Linked DNA regions of Sus scrofa: region 1 is linked to region 2. A link is a contact called in public Hi-C data. All regions are on one chromosome and are shown on one strand. The core of a region is the stretch at or near the end of the contact, and the rest is flanking DNA. Distances in the headings are between cores, read along the strand shown.

Evidence for each region. A called contact is a pair of places that touch in the nucleus more often than the background predicts.
Region 1: a Hi-C map of blood shows a contact between it and region 2, with 2.0 times the contacts expected there. A contact is called at or near these places in 1 of 5 promoter capture datasets (liver), 17 of 47 Hi-C or Micro-C datasets (alveolar macrophages, blood, brain and 8 more) and 2 of 2 datasets of targeted methods (alveolar macrophages and skeletal muscle).

Annotation. Positions count from the first base shown.
Region 1 is chr3:7,980,745-7,983,949 of Sscrofa11.1, reverse strand. It overlaps ZNF3 (zinc finger protein 3), which reads left to right and starts at 1,257. Exons shown (of 6, transcript XM_021086192.1): 1 at 1,257-1,394; 2 at 2,612-2,739. It overlaps LOC110259870 (a long non-coding RNA gene), which reads right to left and starts at 1,109. Exons shown (of 4, transcript XR_002342273.1): 1 at 624-1,109.
Region 2 is chr3:7,939,790-7,943,151 of Sscrofa11.1, reverse strand. All of the region lies in intron 6 of ZKSCAN1 (zinc finger protein with KRAB and SCAN domains 1), which reads right to left. Among named protein-coding and RNA genes, the nearest start is that of ZKSCAN1, 21 kb to the right of the region's middle.

The DNA.
Region 1 (3,205 bases), core at 8-2,507, 41 kb before region 2:
GGACAAGTGGGATTATAAGGAATTGAGAAGAGAAAAAGGAAAAATGCCTTCCTGGGGGGGAGTGGAGTTTGCTGAGCGGCTTGGCCATTCCAAGCATTTGCTCAAATTCTCGCTGGGGTCCAGAAGGACTGGAAATGGGTCACACACCCACACCTCTTGGGCCACCCTCCAGTTTTGTTACCTGTTAATTGTTCTCTCATGCCTCAGGGCCTTTGCACTGGTTGCTGACTCTGCAGAGAACACTCCATCTTCCCGACTGGCCTGCATCGCTACTGGAAAGTCTTGTCACCTCCTGACAGGGCCCTGCTCTTTGTCACCTTTTCCCCAGCACATATTTCCTGTCCTTAGACTGAAGTCACTGGAGAGTAAGGCCTGTTGCACTGCAAAACTGAATGGATGCACTATAAATACTGGAAGCAGAAAAACTGCGATCAAATGCGAGGCAGGGCCATAAGGGGAATCAGATCACAAAACTTCCTTTTGTATATAATCTGAAGGATGTTTCTGACACTTCAAGGATTCCTCTTGTGAGGGCATAAAAGTGAGTGAACCAAGAAGCTTGCTTTTCATTTCCTCAAGCATCTCACCTATTTCATACTTTCTCCACATTGATGGGGCCTCACCTGTTTTCTTCGGATCCGGATGGATCTAGATGGATAACTTCCCCACATCTTTTCTGCTCCCAGCAGGTTTTGTCCTCACATGCATTCTCTGCTGCGCCAGAACGTTCTCTTCACATTTTGGTAATTTGGAGTTTAAGGATCTGGCATTGTCATTGCCGAGGCTTGGGTGCAGCGGACCCAGCAAAACATAGCAAAAAAAAAAAAAGATTTTGGTAATTTAAAGGAGGCATTTTACATGAAACAAACACAAAACCTGATTTGTTTGGAAACTTCAGATGAAGATACATTTTCTCCATTGAATCCTTCAAGCGTCCGTCTGTAGGCGACCTTAGGGCTTAAAACTCCACTTCGTGGAAGCGCAGCAGCGACCCTCTACCCCAGACACCGCGCCTTCTGCTCCCCCGCCTGCCGCGCTCGAGCATGCGCCGTGAGGACCAGGTGCGCGGCGCCCCGCCACGCCCGGCCAGCAGGGGGCGCTGCGGGCGGGGGCAGCAGGCGCGGAGCATGGCATCCGCGCTGGGGCCGGAGCCCAGTCAGCAAACCACAGAGAGACGCAGACCTCCCATTTTCCTAGAGAGAACAAGTGGACGTGGGGGACCCGGAGCGTTGTGTGTATGTGTGTGTGTAGCGGGGGGTGACTCGGACTGACCCGGAAGCGAAACGCAGGGAACTTCCGTTCTTTGTTCTGTCCCCGGTGTGTGGCTCTGTGACAGGGTCCAGCGGGGCCTGGTCGGTGTCCAGCCCCCCAAATCTCCCGTCCCTGCCCCCAGGGTGAGTCCGGCCGCCCCTGGGGCTCGCGGTGGGACGGAAGCAGAGGTCGCCGGGAAAGGGGTGGTGTCTGTGCCGCTGCGGCCCGCGGGGTCCCCAGGCCCGCCCGGAGCAGGGTGCGGGGAGGCGCCAGTCAGGACTCGCTTCCCCAGGGACCCCGCCCCCCAGCGCGCCCTGCATCGGGGAGGAAAGGAGCAGCTGTTGTGGTTCTGTGAGTTGCACAGCGCCCAGCTCGAGCCCTTAAAAAGTTCCAGTATGGCCGGAGAGGCGTCCCGCGCCTTCAGACAGCTCGTGACAGCGACCCTAACTTGGTAGTTCTCCGAGACGTTTTTATTTGATGTTAACAGTTCTCCGCGCCCGCGGCCGGAGGGAGGGTCTGTTTTTACTCCGGCTGGATCTGAAGATCAAAGAACGAGGAGTTCTACGAAGAGTGCGCAGTTAGAACTGCTCAGATTCCGGAATAATCTCCCAGGCGCACAGTCAGTCGAGTCTCTTTCGGGGAGTGGTACCACTGTGTCCCATTTTTCAGTTGTATTAGATCCCCTATTTGATTCGCTTTTCAAAGTGGGATCGAACACAGCCCGTTGTTTAAGTTCTGAAGGGTATGTGTAAACTCCAGGAGTGGATAAAGCACGATGATGAGCCTGCAATCTGTGGGATAATTATTGGCACTAAAGGTGCTTTTCTCGGAGAAGTGAAATTCGTGGGGTGCAGGCATCACTTGATTTCAAGTGTTTGGTGGAGAGTGGTATGGAAGGAGAAGATTCTATCACTAAAGCTTCGTAGGGCATGAGGCCTCTGAAGAGTTGAAGATCCAGGGGACAGATTTTTAGCTTGACATCTCAAGACCTCTCCAGTGGCGAACCTGTGCAGCAGTGGAACAGACTCCCCGCTGAAGTAGCCATGTGTGTCCAGCAAGTTAGCTGACAGAACGTTAGGAACTTCGGAAGATGTTTCTTGCACTGGGTGGGAGGTTGACCTAGAGAACCCTGACTTCTGTTTCAGCTCTAAAGCCACAACACAAATGCCAGTCGTGGTCTTTTTCTTTTTTTCTTTGACTGTACTCGCTGTATACAAAGGTTCCCAGGCCCGGGATCAAACCCCCTGCCACAGATGTAACCAGACCCACAGCAGTGACAACACCAGATCCTTAACCCACTGCACCATGAGGGAACTCTGACATAAACATTTAAAATTCCTTTTTCTTTTTTTCCCCTTAGTCATACAGCACTGGCATCAATTAAGTCACAGTTCCCAGGGACTTGAACAGAGGCTGCCAAGGTCCCAGTAATTGCCACTCTGGCCTTCCAGAGACTAATTCCAAAGAAGGAAGGAACAGATCCAGCAGGTAAAGCTTTCCATGATTTGTCACTGCCAGGTCACCTTTTCTAGTCCTCAGGAAGTCTCCCAGGAGTGGGGCTGGCAGTGGCACAGGGGAAGGGCCCTGCTTGGACTTGATGCTGTGGGGGCACAGTGGAGGTTTTTCTTTCTGGGAGAAACATTGTTTACTGATCCAGGCACTGGGGACTTGTTCTCAACAATATGCCTTTGCGTTCCAGCTTCGGCTTACCCAGCTGGGAGGAGGGAGCACTGCTTTTTTCTCTGAAGTCAGAGCCTCTGACTTTCCTTTCTATGGAGAGGTTGGACGGAGAGCTGATTTGTTGGGGGTTTCTGCTTATAAACAGCCCTGAAGATGGTAAACTTGGTTGATAGGAAGGAAAAGACGGCTGGCTCTGAGAAAGCGCTGAAGGCCCCCAGCCAAGAGAGTGATGGAGGCAAGAAGGTGTCACTGTGATTGTCGGTGGCCTGGCTCT
Region 2 (3,362 bases), core at 637-3,136:
ACTGTTTGTGGATCACAGTTCTAGTTTTGTTTTCTTTTTTGTCTTTTTGCTATTTCTTGGGCCACTCCCTCCCGCGGCACATGGAGGTTCTCAGGCTAGGGGTCGAATGGGAGCTGTAGCCACCGGCCTACGCCAGAGCTACAGCCACTCAGGACCCGAGCCTTGTCTGCAACCTACACCACAGCTCACGGCAACGCCGGATCGTTAACCCACTGAGCAAGGGCAGGGACCGAACCCGCAACCTCATGGTTCCTAGTTGGATTCGTTAACCACTGCGCCACGAGGGGAACTCCTGTTTTCTTTCTTTTTTTTTTTTTTTTTTTGGCTTGTTAAGGCCGCATCCGTGGCATATGCAAATTCCCAGGCTAGGGGTCAAATTGGAGTCGCAGCTACCAGCCTACGCCACAGCCGCAGCCACTCGGGATTCGAACCCCACCTGTGACCTACACCAGTTTATGGCAATGCTCGATCCTTAACCCACTGAGCGAGGCCAGCGATCGAACCCGAATCCTCATGGATACTAGTCGGGTTCTTACCGCTGAGTCACAGTGGGAACTCCTAGTTCTAGGTTTTGACTTTGAAATTGTACTTTTACCCAAAATATGAATTTTACACAACAAAGGACAACAAAAAACAAACATCACAACTACTGCCACCTAGAGATGATAATTTATTGTTTTACCATGACCCAGTAGAGAAACAACATAGAGAATATTTATTACAAATCCCCCCAATTTCCTTCCCCGACCTCACTACCCTAACATTTTTTTTTTTTTGTCCGACACCACCGGCCTCCTAAAATGGACTATATATGCATATAAATTTTACTTTGCTGCCATTGCTTGTGATTGAAACTTTAGCCTTCGATCAATGTTCAAGTTATTATTTTCAATGGAGGAGGTTCCTAGCTTTAAAAAATAAGAATATCTCTTTTTCTCGAAGACTCCATTATTTATTAAAAGAAGCCTTTCTAGAAATGTTAATGAGGATTTTTAAATGAACAGATGCAATTTACAAACCACTTACTGAACAGAGACAAGCAGCTGGATTCTTCAAAGACCCAGAGAAACGAAAAGGCCAGGTTTTAACAGCAATAACTTACTTCTGCAGGTATACAAAGACAAACAAGTTTCTCCTTTTGGTCTAATTTATTTTAAACTAAAAGAAACTAGGACCTGACAAAACAGGAAAAGGTCTGTTTCATTCTGTGTACAGATGAACAAGACAATGCCTGAGTTAGCTCTCTATATAGATTTAGGCTTATCATGTTGACCTGGTTGTAATAATCTATATTTAACTCAAAGTTAATAAAAATACATATGTTCATTTTAAAATAACCGCAGATTTTGCTTGCACATCCCACCCTGTGCCCCTAAGCTCATGTATTTTTAGTACAAGATCTTCCTGCACAATCACCACCCGCCTCCTCCCACCCAGCCCCCCTCACGTGGCTTTTCACAGTAAGAACCCCTGCAACCAGCAGAAGCACCTCCAAGTCAAATATGCTTTGTCCTTGCCTGGGCAGACGGAAACCTTCCTGCAACTGGTAAATGGTGCAAAGGGCTGGGGTGGGGGTGGGGGGCGGGCAGGCCGTGGCCGTGGCTCCCGACAACACTCTTCCCCCGCCCAGGCCTCATACTCTTCCTCAGCTGGGAGGCCGGCCCTGAAACCCCTCCTCCCCACTCTCCTCCCTGACCTTGTCTGGAGACTAACTGATAGCGACTTGGGGCCATGGCAGCTGCCCAGTCCCTTACCCTGGACTAAAGACACTTGAAACCCAAATGAGAAACTAGAACGAAATCCCCAGTTTCCATACCATCTTCCCATCACTCACAGACCTTATTTTCCGTATCTCAAAACACTCAGCCTGACCGCCTAGTGAGCCCTTGCTGAAGGGAGCAAATGCGATTTTAAGACCGATGAACATTCCTCATTATGGTGTAATCTGAAGTGACTCATGATTCTTTTGTAAAAGGAGGTGAGAATCTCAAAGATGAAAAGGAAAAGAAACCTGTTAAAATGACAGCAGATCACTGTTTAGAAGTCAACCGAATTCCACTTGTTACCTTCCACTGTTTTTAAGAGAGAGACATGAGGTTTATGGCATCTACTATTAAACAGAACCAGACAACGTGAAACTCATGTTAAGACACTCCGCATTATGAGATGTTTAAAATATTTCCCAAACGTTTGTTTGACCTGCAGAATTGGAGATGGCTTACCTCCCTGTAACTTCAAGTTTGTTCTACAAAGCTTGGAAAAGTGAAACGGATAATTTCACTTTGAGATATAATAAAAAATTAATTTGAATAGCAAAATAAGTAACTACTTTTAAATGTACAGTAGTATGTCCACTCTAAAAACGAAACCTAAATGTTAGGGAACCTTTTCAAATAATTTTATTATATTCTCCAGTAGTAGCTGAAATAAAAATCTACTCTAACTTCTACGAAAACATCTATTTATACCACTTAATTGCCTTTTCTCTGATTCTCTATTTCGCTTTGCGATCTGCAGACCTTCCTCTGGTTTCCCAGCTGGGGAACCACAGCCCCCGTGTAAATATTTCTGAGAAGTTGCACAGAGCAGAACACGCAAAAAGATGCCTCCTCTGGCCAGTATTGCTGTCGCTGTTTGACTACGTCTTAATACTGTGACTCCAGTTCGCACAAGGACTCTTCCGGGAAGATGGCAGGATGAACCCGGCTGGCTCACTTTAGATGAGTACATCAGGGTGACCAGACCCTGCAAGAAAAGGTGATTAACTCGAGGACAGAAATTAGGAAAAAAGTTCTTTCACAGCCAAGTCTCTTCACAAGCCCTCTCTCCTCCTAATCACAAGCCTGGGGAAGGAAGCGGGGGCAGGGGAGGTACACAGGAGCCGGTCAAGAGGAGAATCTCAAAATGCTTCTTAAGCCTTCCTGCAATGCCACGAATGGGATGCATCTGTGCCTATTTTCCAGGAAAGAGCCCATCGTGGTGCTCTCCTACCCCCATTTTTCGAAGCACAAAGATTTACGAGTTAGTGGGGGAAGCGGGACTACGGTTTAGAGCATCCGGTCAAGGTTAAGTGGTCCCACTGGCCTTCCCAGGACACTCCCTTCTCCCAGGTCATGGAGCAGACCTTACTCCCCCCGCAACGAGCTCAGAGAACCCATTCTCATTGCCTGACGTGGTGATCCGGCAGCTAGGAGGTCAACTTCCTGGCTTTGCGGAGAAAGCTCTCAGGAAGCCGCTAATGTTTATAGGAACTGTTCCATTTTAGTGCCCGATTAACCTGTCTCTCCTAACGAATCTACTCATCTCCTCTCTGGACATGATAAGCACCAAACTATGAAGATTTCTTCTCCTCTTCTCCCTTC